Linked DNA regions of Mus musculus: region 2 is linked to region 1. The links are chromatin contacts, called in public HiChIP or PLAC-seq maps. All regions are on one chromosome and are shown on one strand. The core of a region is the stretch at or near the end of the contact, and the rest is flanking DNA. Distances in the headings are between cores, read along the strand shown. Region 1 overlaps Ppp6r2 (protein phosphatase 6, regulatory subunit 2). Region 2 holds the start of Ppp6r2 (protein phosphatase 6, regulatory subunit 2).

What was found. HiChIP or PLAC-seq counts read pairs in DNA pulled down with a chosen protein or histone mark.
Region 2: an H3K27ac HiChIP or PLAC-seq map of epiblast stem cells shows a contact between it and region 1. The contact joins the promoter of Ppp6r2 here to the enhancer-like site in region 1. A contact is called at or near these places in 1 of 39 promoter capture datasets (neural stem cells), 3 of 484 Hi-C or Micro-C datasets (bone marrow-derived dendritic cells, female germline stem cell-derived STRA8 germ cells and hematopoietic stem and progenitor cells), 7 of 115 datasets of contacts at active chromatin or transcription factors (the SCID.adh cell line, bone marrow-derived macrophages, effector CD8 T cells and 4 more) and 3 of 9 other capture datasets (adipose tissue, liver and pancreatic islet).

What each region holds. Positions count from the first base shown.
Region 1 is chr15:89,279,079-89,286,182 of GRCm38.p6, reverse strand. Ppp6r2 (protein phosphatase 6, regulatory subunit 2) reads right to left here. Exons shown (of 25, transcript NM_026813.2): 17 at 6,366-6,463; 18 at 6,119-6,176; 19 at 5,700-5,824; 20 at 5,265-5,428; 21 at 4,179-4,335; 22 at 4,004-4,092; 23 at 3,105-3,300; 24 at 177-404; 25 at 1-85. The coding sequence ends at 37. Among named protein-coding and RNA genes, the nearest start is that of Mir6959, 23 kb to the left of the region's middle. Within about 2 kb of position 3,677, at least 33 of the 459 cell types and tissues checked have an H3K27ac peak or open chromatin away from gene starts, as enhancers often do. A contact at or near this core is called in effector CD8 T cells and epiblast stem cells, where this site is marked.
Region 2 is chr15:89,207,774-89,214,877 of GRCm38.p6, reverse strand. It overlaps Ppp6r2 (protein phosphatase 6, regulatory subunit 2), which reads right to left and starts at 3,319. Exons shown (of 25, transcript NM_026813.2): 1 at 3,099-3,319.

The DNA of each region.
Region 1 (7,104 bases), core at 2,428-4,927:
GCCTGACCAGGGCGGGCCACGGCCGGGTGGCAGCAGTTACACAGGACCATTTAAGGCAGCGCCTTCTGGCAGGGCATCTGCCTTCCTGCATAAATGGGGGAAGAGGCAGAGTTGCAGCATGTGGGCTTCTGGGGTTCATCCAGTCCCACCCTACCCTCTTTGGCCAATCTACTCACCTGTCCTTTGTCATCGTCCCCAGGGTGGCAACTATGGCTGGGGCTGCTGTGGTTACTGCCACGATCGGTCCTGGGGGCACTGCAGCAGCCACTGAGGAAGAGACCACTATGGTGGCCGTGGGAGAGCCTGCCTTGCTTGGTGCTATGGTAGCCACGGCAGGACTGATGGTCACTTCTGAAGGTGCGGGGCAGGCAGGGGCTAACACGGTACTGTCAGGACACTCAGCCCTGTGTGGCAAATAGGCTCCAGTTATGGGTGCCCCTACTTCACTGCTGCCTATTTCAGATACCCAACAACCAGCAAAGGGCCTCCAAGTGATACGCACAGCTCCTATCTGCTTATCTCTTTTGTGGCATGACTACAGCTGGCTTTGTAGCCCTGAGTCCCAGACAGTGGGACAAACTACATGATGATCATGACCTCAATCCTTCCTATAAGCAGCACTCAAATCCTGACAGCTGTGGAGCTTCATTTACTGATGGCCCCAATGTTGCTGCTTAAATTTAACTTCACCCTTACGCTATCTAAAGGGTCCCTGATGACCAGGCATGGTGGGCCATGCCTTTATCGTGTACTTAGGAGACATAGGTAGGCAGGTCACTGAGTTTGAGTCCATCCTGACCTCCATAGAGAGTTCCAGGCCAGCCAGGGCTATAAAGTGAGACCTGTGTTTGCAAAAAAAGTGAGGTGAGGAGGAGGGATTATATAAGGACTGAGTGTCTTCATACCCAAAGCTAGCCTAGACTAACCACAAGTAACAGATGGATCCTGCAGAACAAAGATACCTGGCTCTGTCCCAGGGAGGGGTTCTCAGATGAGATGCAGGACAAGCAGGGAGGGAGGGAGTTGTAGAGGCTGAATAAACTTGGCAGTGGTTCAACTATCTAGCAGGTTTTGAAAATAGCTTTGTAAAGGATTTACTTTGTCTTTTTGCAGCAGGGTTAAAGTACTTCTCTAGGAAGGATTTAGAAAAAGAGGATGAAGGTCTCTAAAGGTAGGCTGTTAGTTGGATGTGGTGATCTTCCTCGGTAATCTGATCACTAAAGAGATGGAGGTGGGACAGTTGTGAGTTGAGACCACCCTCCACAACACAGCAAAACTCACAAACAAGCCTGTGTACTCTCAACCCAAGGAACTCCAGTCTAGGCTTTTCCTCTTAGTTAATTTTATCACATCTGAATCAGTAGCCATGTGAACCCTTCTCCAAGTCTTGGCTCTACATTTTTGCTTTTCTACAAATCTTTTAGATATATAGTGGTGTTTGCTTTAGGGGCGATATCCTGCCTAGGGTTCCTAGAACACAAGAGCCAGGGCCTCAATGAGCTTTGGACATGAGCAGCCAGACGCTATGGGTACAGAGTATGAAACTTTGAGTCCCAGCTGCAAACAGCAGTTCTCAACTGTGGGCTGTGGCTCTTTACAGTTATGTTCATCACAGTACCAAAGTTCTAGTTGTGAAGTAGCAACAAAAATGATTTATGACTGGGATCACCACAGCATGTGAGACTGTATTAAAGGGTCACACACTAGGAAGGTTGGGAACCACTGGGTTATACCAACCATGGATTCCAGCTGCTTAATCTTCCCGCTTAGCTGAGGGAAACCCCTTAAGTTCCAATATCACAGAGGACCCTCAAGAAGCACACACGTGGGCAGGGCCTACCCTGTGTGTGAGGAGGAGGAGGAGGCAGGGCTGGTAGGACCCAGAGCCTGAATGCATGATGGTGAACTTGTGCTAGGCAGTCTGTCTGGTGCCCACTGTGTCAAGAACAAGCTGGTGTCAGGTACATCCCAGACTTGGAAGTGTAGGCAGAGACAAGGCCAGAAACCCCATAGGTGATACTCATTTAAGAGTAGATGCAGAATCCAAAACAAAACCCCCACATGGGCCTAAGGTCAAGAGCCTTGTGAGATTAGTACCTTGTCTCCTGGTAGGGTCCAGCCCTGAGACTTCCTCTACTGTACCCTGAACTTAGGTGGAGATCCTGCCTCAGGGCCTTTGTATGGGAAGCCATTTCCAGTATCCTGTACCCACAGACAACTCCTTATGCTCCTGAGCCTCACCACCTGCTCTCCCACCGCTGAATGCCAGGAGGCTGAGCTCCCTGGGGAACACAGAGATCTAGCTTTGTGGAGTACCCCTGACTCACTGGGTAGCTCCTTGACACCTTGGTCCTATATTCTCATCTTGACCACTCAAAATAGAAGCACTTGCTGGAGTGGCTGGCCTCTTGGCAAGGATGATGACAACATACCTGATTCCTTCCCTAGGGACGGCCTTCAGACACTGCAGGGGAACTGTGGCTTGACCACCTGCGAGCTGCTTCTACTTCCCAATCAGGGCTCAGACTACACCTAATCCCTAACCCTGAGATGCATTTTGTCCTACTGTGCGAGCGTGCAGGGCACCTGACTGTAATTCACAAGTGCCCTACAACAAATGGCACAGCACAAAGTGGGGTAACAGGAGAGGGCTGGCCAGAGTCCTAAGCTTGCCCTACAGAAAGTTAAGGGCAACAGGCCTTTCCTCCACTGTCTGGGACAACCGTAGACACCAAGGAGGTTAGCCAGTCCCAGAGCCTGAAAACCAGGTATTCTCTGTAACTGGCACCTGTAGTGGAGACTGTCATTCCAAGTTTCTGGGGAGCTCTTGGGACATCCAGGTTCTATCTTCTACTCTGAAACATTTAAAACAGAAAATATACACTGTTGTCTAAGAAGCCCTCTGGTTCAGCCTTTCCATTAGAAAGAGGCACTGTTTTTCTAGAGACAGCTTTACAGGATCATTAGCCATGGAGCAGCAGCAAGGATTCCAGTCTAACCTCCACTTGTTCTCAAGGAACTGAAGACTGGCCACTGAGCCCTGTTCTCAGAAGCCATGCAGTGTTCACTGGGCCTCCCAGGAAAGCTTTCCAGTCCCTTCACACCTGCCAACAGCAGCCTCCGCTGTCCTGGGTGGTGGGGAGACCTTTCCAGTATGGCCTGTGCACACAGCTTCCACAGCACCCGCTGCCTTCTCGTCATCTTCACTGTCAGATCCCCCAGAGGAGCTGCTGTCAGAGGCTACCAGGGGGGCCTTCCTAGTGACACACACATTCCAGGCACAAGGCGAGGTAGGACCAACTGCAAAAGAAGAAACCCTGCGATATTTGTGAGGGCAGAGGAGCCAGAGAACACAGATACCATGGCCTCAGGGATCCCAGATTTGCATAAGTCAGTGTGAGATGAGTGGCAGAGACGGCACATGTTGGCTTCCTGAGTGTTATGCACGTGTATCTGCATGTTCGCAGGAACCACATGAACTGCTATGTACCTTTCATGTGGGCTGCCCCACTACTCCACTAGATAGGAGATGTGTGTGCTCTTCTCAGAGGAGGAAACATGGGCTCAGAGAAGCCACTTTAAACCTAATGCCCAGGAGCGTTCTTACCCAGTCCACTTGCCTGGGAAGGAGAGAGAGGCCAAGTCAAGTCCCATAGTGGCATCCCAACAGGGACTCATCTACATAACAATGTGACTCAAGGATGTTGTAAAGTACAGGCCTGGGCCATGGAGCCTGATTGGACCTGGCTCTGAGGACACCCTACATGCTCATACATGTTGTCCTGCCTTCTACCCCTAAAGCTGGAGGACCCTAAAGTTCCTCATGTATTGTACAGTGAACAAATCATGATAACTCCAATCCCATATGTATGTAAGGATTCCAACATCACAAATACATAACCACACCTGGGGCCGAGGCCACTTCCCACCTTCTCAATAGGGTCTAGCCTTGCATCAGGCCTGCCAACTAGTCAAGGCAGCTGTCTGAGCTGTTGCTACTCACAGGTTTTCTCTGGGCCTGGACTCTGGCCACCCTCGGCATTGCTGTGGTCCATGTCCACAGGAGAGCTGCACCGGGGCCCTGTCTCAGAGCTAGAAAAGAAGATGACATGCTGAGCCCACTGGACAACACTGGTCCTGATACCCAACAGGCAAGATTCCATTCTGATGTTTGTTACCAGCAGAAAGGCTGGAAGTCGGTGAATTTGGCCCAGCCTTTCTCCTCTACAACTGAAGGACCAGCCGCCCATGCACTAGAACCCACATCCCTCGCAGCTCCTGGGGTTGCAGACAGCGGGTTCACTGGCTCATCAAAAACTGCTGTCCATGTAGTACCTGCCAGAAGGAGACGCAGCAGTCAAGAATAGGCAGGCCTAGTATGTGATAGGCGAGGGAGAAGCATCTCTCACGTAGATGAATAGCGGGGTCATCAGAGCTGACCAGGAATGCAAGATGCTCCCATAGGAAACCCCAGAAGAGCCCCCACTGTCTCGAGTGTCAGAGATGGCGGGACTCCCCAGCACTGCTTGTGCTTTGCAAAAGGTAGTATGGCTTCAAACCCTGGGACACTTGGGCATAAGACCTGTGAATGACCTGGAAAGGGTCCTATTAAGCTACCCACTGCCACAGAGCACATGTATGGGCATCAGTTCTTGCTGATGTGGTGCCTCATGAGATACCTGTAAAGCCCCATCTGTCCTCCAGTAAGGCTGATGGTACAAAGTAGGTACCATCTCACCTGTCCCAACCCAGGTCATAGCAGGCACACAGCATGGGGGGCCCCTACTGTGGGTGTTCCTGCCCTTGCAGCTGGCCAGCTCCAGCTAAGGTGCTGGCAACTCCTAACAGACAGCTGGTTTCTTGCCCGTGTCCTGAGTATCTAATACCCCAGAGCAGGTAAGAGAGGTCTCTAAGAGGAAGTATATGGGTAGATGCTCCCAAGTACATCTGAGAGATGGCAAATAGCAACATACAGGTTACATGGGGTTTCCCTTCCCTAGCAAACAGAATGGACACCAGCTGTGCAAGTGCACATGTATACAGGCAGGCACTACAGTGGAAGGGAGTAAGAACACCTGGCTCGATTCAGTGCACAGCAGAACCCGTGGTGGCCAGACCTCCCAAAACATTTCATGAAACCATGTGTAGATGGGGAACTAGGAAATCAACTGCTGGAAAAACAGTGGCTCAAAGGGGGTCCCTCAGCCAAGTCACCACACCCTGTCCTCAGTACCCATGTCCCTTGTACAGTCTTCAGGTACTACCTGCTGAATCACTCTCTGAGCGAGGACCTTCTTTCTGTGTAGGAGATGAAGGAGCGGCCAATCCAGGCACATTCCTAGCTACTGCTGAGCCAGTCTTCCTGTCCTGGCCTCCATGTTCCAAAGCATTCTTTGAGTAATTATCTGAGACATGAGGGGCTCCAAACCTGGGCAGACATAAAGGTAGCAGATGTTTGGTGAGCCTTGGTTAGATGCCCAATGCTGGAGAACCTGTGATGGCTCAGGAATTGGGACCAGGGTTGAGTACGGGGTGTCTAGAATAAGCACTGCTTGGCTCCCAGGTCTGCTCTGGTTTCTGCAAGAAGGGCCACTGCCCCTCTAGGTGTCTGAGCACTTTTAACAGTGGCTGAATACCCAGCGCTTAATCTTGCCTGCTCCCCGCTGGTGGGGGCTTTGGGAGGATGAGTGAACCCACACCTGGCTCTGGCCATCACCCGGGCAGCGCATCGAGTCTCGTCATCTTCCCAAATGTCCTCCTCTTCATCATCATCAAAGGGCTGGATCCGATCACTGCAACAGGCTTCAAACAGAGCTGCACTGGGCTGTAAGACAGAATGCAGAGCTGTTTTCTGGAGAATCTGGTCCCAAAGAACTCCAGAGGGGCTAGCTCACAGAACATGGCCGACAGACAGTGTGGGAGGAGGCAAGGAGGGAAGCTCGGCTCTCAACTCCCATAGAGGGGAGCCTCCCAGTCCTGACACACAAATATACTGGCCAGGGCCCCATGGTTCCATCCACCTGTGACAAGGACCAAGTTGTGGACACTGTGAACTATCTGAGCAGTGTAATAAAATGCTGCTATGCCCTGCAGCCCTGCAGCGGCCCCCATCACTCACACTGTCCTCATCGGCTTCAATGTTGAAGTTGATCTCTGCAATCCGGTCAAATGGGGCGCTGCAAGAACAAGGTCCCTCAGTACCGCCTCTGCTCCAGCAGGCCTGGGCCCTCGGGTAGTAGGGCTTGCTATCTCCTCAGGGACAGTGGACCTCATTCCTGCCAAGATCACTTGGAGCTGCTTCTATGGTGCTGTTGCTTAGGGCAGTGCTAGCCTAGAGCCGGAGCCTTCATGGTGGCTGTACTCACTTGATGTTGTCATCCTGGTCTGCAAACTCCTCATCATTGAAGCCAAACTGATCCACAAAGTTTGCTGTCATCTGCTGGATCTGGTACTCAGAGAAGGCCTGGGAGGAGAGGGTACAGCTATGGAACAAGTTGTCGCCTGGTGGCTGCTCCTTGGAACCCACTCCATTGCTCAGGAGCCTCTTAGGAAGCAGGCAGTGGATTTTCGCAGAGGTTGACTGCTCACAGTGGTTGAGCAGTTGCATACAGAGAGCACCTCCTCAGTCGGCCTCCAAGCTTACTGTCCCCAGGTCTCTCTCACCACGGTAACGTGACTTTGGGGTACTCGCCCAGCCCCCTCTCCCCAGATGCGCTCGGAGATGAGTTACTTCTCTCTTTTCTATGCAATGTCACGGCAACTAAGCACTACCAAGGACACAGGCTCCAGAAGGGCCCGGCAGGGTGCAGAGTGCCGGCCATGCCCTCACCTGCTGAAGGGACAGCTCGTTAGGGAAAGTCCCCTCAATGTCCTCGTCCTCACTTGAGGAGTGAAGGTGGTGAGTGCTCACCTAAAACACAGGCCAGATGGGGTGGGCATGTGAGCTAGCCAGACCCCACCCAGTCCATTCCAGCCAGAGCCCCAGGTCCCGCCCAGCCCAGCCTGAGTCTCCCCCTCCCCGATACCCTCCCACACCACCAATCCCCTGACACCTGTAGGCCTGTGCAGCTCACTGCAAGGAAATGCCAACTGAGGCCAAAGCCT
Region 2 (7,104 bases), core at 2,070-4,569, 71 kb after region 1:
AAGGGGAACAGAAGTTTACAGTAACCCTCAATCTATAAAGTAATATTTGAGATCAGACTGGGTAAAATTAGATCCTGTCTCAAAAAAGTAAACAAGTAAAGAGTTGAAAGAAGAGCAATTTCATGGCTACATCATTGTGAAGATTACACAAGATGATACAGGTAAGACACTTAAAAAGTGTTTGGGCCTGCCAAGCATGGTAGGACTGGGACCAGTCATTATTGTTATTAGTTTAAATATTTTAAACAGCACCCTTTCCATAAGGAGAAAGAGAGAGGAGGGATGCAGAGCCAAACTGCCGTAAGTACAAATTCTGGCTCTCTTACATCAGTCTCTTTATCTCTCAAACAGGGAAATTATAGCTCCTATAGTCTATGGTTACCTTAAGGATTAGATGAGAAATTCCCATATAAATTAAATACAGAGCTGGGCATGGTGGTGCATGCCTTGAATCCTAGCACTTGTGGGGCAGAGGTAGGGAGATCTCTGCTAGCTCTAGGCCAGTCTGGTCTATATAGCAAGTTCCAGAACAGCTGAGGCTACAGAGAGAGACCTTGTCTCCAAATAAATAAATGAATCAATCAATACTAAATGCAATGGCACACAAGAAATACTCAGCACATTTATCATGTGCACTAAGTAAAGAGCTATTCCCAACGCTTTAAATATTATCTCCCTGCTCAAAATTGTATGTTCAGCCTAACCTCTCCTGTTTCACATCTGTCGGTTAGATACATTCTCCCTAATGGCCCCTGGGCTTCTTAGAAGTTTCCCACTAGTCTCAGCCGAAGGAAAACCTTGCTTGCTCTCTCTAACATGTAACCATTCCCTCATATCTATCACTGCCTCAACCCAGCTTCTCCATTTAATTAGACGATGCTACTACCCAGCCATTTCACTTCTACCGAGAAGTCTGGGACTCTCTCTGAGCTCTCTCACTCTCTCATACCCCTCTTCAATTGTTACTTACGGCTCTAAGAAGCTTCAACAGCTTTTCCTCCAAAATACCTCCCTAAATTAACTACTGAGGTTTGAACCACAACACCCCCTCCTATCCAGATAGTCATAATGCCCCACAACTCAATCTCCAGCCTAGAACCACCCCCCTCACCCCCCACCCCCCTCAAGCTGTAAGGCTGACTAGAAGACAAACATTCTCAGCCAACCTAGACACACCAATATTATCTAGTTCCTGCAAGAGATCTGGGCCCTTTCCATCTCCTCCCGATGTCCGTGTTGAAAGGCTCTGGCCTGCTCTCCCACCCTCCTCCTTAAAGCTAATTTCTTACTGGGCAATGGTAGCATACTTTAATCCCATCAGTTGGGAGGCAGAGGCCAGGTGGATCTCTGTGAGTCTGAGGCCAGCCTGGTCTAGGTCTACAGAGCTAGTTCTAGGACAGCCAGGACTACGCAAAGAAACCCTGTCTAGAAAAAAAACAAACAAAAGATAGCCTCTTTTTTTTTTTTTTTTTTTTTTTTTGTTTGTTTGTTTGTTTGTTTTTCGAGACAGGGTTTCTCTGTATAGCTCTGGCTGTCCTGGAACTCACTTTGTAGACCAGGCTGGCCTCGAACTCAGAAATCCGCCTGCCTCTGCCTCCCAAGTGCTGGGATTAAAGGCGTGCGCCACCACTGCCCGGCGATAGCCTCTTTTTTGCCTCCAAGAGCTTATTTAGCTCACATGAGAACCAGAGAGGTCAAAGGGCTGACCCAGAACATAAGAACATCAAGAGATGAACACATCAGACTTGGTTGGGAAAACTTTTAATCCCAGGCAAAGGTAGGCAAATCTCTGAGTTTCAGTCCAGCTTGCTCTACATAGATAGCCAAGACTCCATAGCAAGACCCTGTCTCAGAAAAACAGAAAGGGAGAGAGGCGTGAAGAGATAAGAATGAGGACTGAAGCTGGGTGACAGTAGCCCTCGCCTTTGATACCAGCACTAGGGAGGCAGAGGCAGGCGGATCTCTATGGAGTTTAAGGCCAGAGTTCCAGGACATCTATGGCTACACAGTAAAACAGTCCCGGAAAGGGGGGGGGGGGGATAGGGAATGGAATGAGATGGTAAGAAGCCAGCAAGCAGCATTGTCAGGTAGGACACAGATGAAGGTGTCAGTGAAAACCTGAAAACCTGTCTGGAATAAGGCCTAGGGACATGGTTGAGGATGGTGACAAATTGCGGGGAGGGGCTACAGCAGAAAGCGAGAATTGGGGAAAGTGACTGGACTGAGAGCTGATAGCGAACAGCAAGAGCTCCGTAATAGATTGGAAACAGCCTTCACTAAGTGAGTAGTCAGCTGTGAGGATACAAAGTAGCAGGTGAAGAAGTTCCAGAAAGAAGAGGCGCATGGGAGAAGCAAAAGATGATGGGGGGGGGGGGGGAGTGGGAGAAAGACAGTGGGTGATGATGACAACTGGGGAACGACCCGGAAGAGGAATGGGATGGAAATAAAGGACAATAACAAAGCGAGCGCTTGGCAGTGGGCACTGGTAGGAGGAGATGAGCGAGCGGGGAGGGAACGCTTGATAGGTGGAAAGGTCACCACCAGCGGGGCCCCTGATGAGGAGGGTGGAAAAAAAAAAAAAACCCAAAGATGAGATAGGGAACACTGACAACTCCCCAGGCCCTGTATCCAAGGTCCGCCCCACCTCTACAGCCACCGACAGAGGTGAGGGACCTTGATAGGAGCAGAGGTGGACAACTGGGAGGGAGAGAACCAGGCGGCCACTAAGAGGCTGAGACTAATTCTGAGAGTGGGGAAAAACTGACCACTGACAGGCCAGGAGCTGGGATAGTAGCTAAAAGGGATGTTGACTGTCAAGAAGGGTGAGCGCTGAGGGAAGGGAAGGGATGGATGGATGGATGGATGGATGGATGAATGAATGACGGCAGTGGAGAGTGCTGGCTGACCGGGAAGCAGACTGATGGAGGCGCTGACCCCCTGACGAAGCGCAGGGTGACAAAGGCGCTGCTCTACTGACAGGGCGCTGACCGCACAAGCTGAGTGACAGCAGGACGCTGACGGCCCGAAGGCGGTGGGGGGTGGGGGTGTCCCTCCTGTCCCCGGGCCGCAGGAAGCGGTGGGCGCGCGGCCGCACTCACCTGCCCAGCAGGCTGGGGGTCGCAGCGACTCCTCCTCCGAGGGAGGCCCAAGCGAGGCCAGGACGCTCGCAGAGGTGAAGTGCGGACGGCCTGGAGCGGGCCGCACGCACATGGGCCCGACCCCGCGGCGCGGCGCCTTCGGACTCGGGCGCAGCCGGCGGGAGGCTCGGGACCCGCTCGGGACCGGCTCGGGGCCGCGGGCGAGATCGCTCCAAAATGGCGGCGGCGGCGGCGGGGGCGCGCGCGAGCGAGCGAGCGGGCCGGCGGGCGAGCGCGCGGACGGGGGAGGGGCGGGGGCGCGCCCCGGGGGCGGGGCCACCGGAGGAGGCACAGAGTGGCGGCCGCGGTCCAGGGTCTGTCTGGTGGAGTCGCGCTGGGGGAACGTCCTGAGGCGTCCCCGTGATCGAGCTGGCTGTGCTAAATAAATCCTCTGGGCACCTTCAAGTCCCCAGAGCGGTGCGCGCGCTCGTCTCCGCTACGTCCTGTTTCTGAACTGGACTGTCCGCTGATCTACTTGGTTTGTTTGTTTTTTTGGTTTTTTTTTTCCTTATTTATTTATTTATTTAATGTAAGTACACTGTAGCTGTCTTCAGATGCACCAGAAGAGGGCATCAGATTTCACTGCGGATGGCTGTGAGCCATCATGTGGTGGCTGGGATTTGAACTCAGGACCTTTGGAAGAGCAGTCAGTGCTCTTAACCGCTGAGCTAGCCCTTTTTACCTTTTTTTTTTTTTTTTTTTTTTTTTTTGGTTTTTCGAGATAGGGTTTCTCAGTGTAACAGAGCCCTGGCTGTCCCGGACTTGCTTTGTACACCAGGCTGGCCTCGAACTCACAAGAGATTCTCCTGTCTCTCTGCCTCTGCCTCTGTGTTGAGATCAAAGCCGTTTTGTTTTGTTTTGTTTTGTTGTTTAGTTTCGTTTTGTTTTGTTTTTTTTTTTTCTTTTCTTGGATACCGATCCTTGTTGTCCAGGGCTTGTGTACGTCACATACGTGGCCATCTAACATGGGTTGAAATGAGTTCAAATTAAATTAATCTCTAAAATGAGACTGATTTCCGGTGGCAGTGTGAGCCATGGGAAAATATCAAAAAAAAAAAAAAAGAAACATGTAAGGAATGTGTCAACACATGCTAGCTATGAACTCACTCACTCTCAGTGGCAAGTTCACTACCGCTGTGCGAAAGTATAAGCCGGCGTGGGTGGTTGCACTTGGGAGACCAAAGCAGGAGGAGTTTCAGGCAAGCAAAACATACTGGCGCACATCTTTAATACCAGAGGCAGGGGGGATCTCTGCCAGTTCGAGACTCGCCTACTCTACTCTACTCAGCGAGTTCCGGGTCAGCTAGGACTACAGAGTGTAAAAATGTCTAAGGGGGAGACATTTCTGGGCCCTTCCAAGATTTTTTTTTTCTTTGAAGTGGTGCTGCTGTGTTTCCCCCTTTTCTCAGCAGAGGGCGCCAAAGAGACACTGTTGGAGGAAAGGAAATCGATTTTTTTTGTTTTGTTTTCTTCCCCGGTTTGGAAAGCAAAATTGGAGGCGCCTGGGTTCGCGGTGTGGTCTCTTGCAGCACAGCTTTTCCCAGGCCATCCTGACTGAAGTGATACCCTGAATACAGAAGCCGAATGTGCTGCAGAACTGGGGCTTGTGCGGAGATACCAAACACAGGGGATGACCCACTAGTCCCATTACCGCAACAGCGAGCAGGTGCAAGCCTGGCCCTGACCTTTACACTATTTTTAAGTCCAGGCCAGAGTTCACGTATCAGAAGCAGCTCTGAGCACCCTCTTCCCAGACACACACACACACACACACACACACACACACACACACACACCACCATTTTTTGTGGGTACTGGTCTGACATATAAACTGAGGAAACAGAACCGATGAACTGAATCTCCATCCTTTAGCTCCCCCCCACACACACACACACTTTTTTTTCTTTCTTTCTTTTTTTTAAAAGATTTATTTATTATTATATGTAGCTGGCTTCAGATGCACCAGAAGAGGGTGTCAGATCTCCTTACAGGAGGTTGTGAGCCACCATGTGGTTGCTGGGATTTGAACTCAGGACCTTTGCAAGAGCAGTCAGTGCTCTTACCCGCTGACCCATCTCGCCAGCCTTTCTTTCTTTCTTTCTTTTTTCTTAATTTTGAGCTGGGCATTTAGTCCCAACATTTGGGAGATTGAGGCAGGAGAATCGGTAGTTTAAGATTAGCTTTGGCCACTTACTGAGTTCAAGGGCAGCCTGGGCTATTGAGACCTGTTTTTTTTTGGGGGGGTTTTTTTTTTTTTTGGTTTTTTGTTTTTTTTGGTTTTTTGTTTTTTGTTTTTTGTTTTTTGTTTTTTTTTTTTTTTGGTTTTTCAAGACAGGGATTCTCTTTATAGCTCTGGCTGTCCTGGAGCTCACTTTGTAGACCAGGCTGGCCTCGAACTCAGAAATCTGCCTGCCTCTGCCTCCCGAGTGCTGGGATTAAAGGCGTGCGCCACCACGCCCGGCTAGACCTGTCTTAAAAGACCTTTTGTTTGTCTGTTTTGAGGGCATAAGATTTTGATAAGTTGTGCAAACTGGCCTTGAACCTGTGGCCTTGCCCTACTCTTTTCACACCCACACTGAGTTCATCAGCAAATCTCTTGTTCTTCTTGTCTGTATCTAACCTGTAAGACCAGTTTCTCTCCTGTGGCTGTAAACAGTGTAGACTGGCCCCCTACTTTTATCCTGGACAACTTGCTGCAGGCCCTTCAGCACGGTGTTCAAAGGGATCCAATTAAAATAAGTCAGATCACATCTCTGACCTCAGGGGCTTGCTGTCTCACCCAAGATGAAAGCAAGAATCCTTGGTGCTGCCCACAAAGTTGTTTGTGATGTGATCTCACTTTATCTGCTTATATTATTTCACTTAAGTCCTGATAACCTCCTGCCCCAGGTCAGCTGCTCAAGTGGCCTCTGTATCTTTTCAGGCATCTCCCCCTTTATTGCTATGCTTGCTAACTTGTCTCATAGATACTTAATCATTGCGGCTGCCTCCTCCTCCTCCTCCTCCTCTCCCTCCCCTTTCCCCTTTCCGTTCCTCCTCCCCCTTCTCCACTGAGGGCTTCCCTGGCTGCTCTATTCCAAGCCTCAGGCTTACATCATACCAGGTTATAGCCTTGTCTCTCATTTGGTCTTTCCTCCTTCCCAATGGTATCACAACCCAAAAAGGAGACCTGAAACCACACAATGATTTCAATGGAGAGAGTTTGATATGAAAATTATCAATTACAAGAATATTCTGGCCGGGCGTGGTGGCACACGCCTTTAATCCCAGCACTTGGGAGGCAGAGGCAGGCCGATTTCTGAGTTCCAGGCCAGCCTGGTCTACAGAATGAGTTCCAGGACAGCCAGGGCTATACAGAGAAACCCTGTCTCGGAAAAAAAAAAAAATTCTGAAGAACTAAAACGATATTCAAGAGGGGGCGGGGGGGGGGGGGGGGAATCTAGGAAGGTACTTTCTTCTCCCAACGGGAGTTCATTCTTTCTTGGAGAAGTTTGACTGCATCCTAGTTGAAGACAGAGACATTCCCTGGGCTGTCCTGAGTTATTCTGGTTAGAACAGCTAGCATTAAAATGGTGACACCATCATCCAACGGCTTGTACTTTTTAAAAGAGGGGGAGATGAAGAGTATGCATAAATACATAACAAATAATGAAGGATATGCAAAGCTACTACATTCCTTGCTTCTGTGATTAGTGATAATACCCGTGATACATAATCAGCATGTGTTATAGTTAATCATTTACGATGTACACAAAACACCTAGCACAAAGGTAAGTATTAAAGGATCAAAGAGTGAACTTTTTGCTAAGAAAATGGAGCAAAAAATTGTTCGCCAATAAAATGGAGACAGCAAAGCTGTCATACAAAATTAGTGCCACCTCAGAGCACTGTCAGAACAGGCCTAGTAGTGGCCTGAGTTGTCCTTCCCTCAAGAGACTCCAGGTTTCTGTTCCGAGAAAGACCCAGG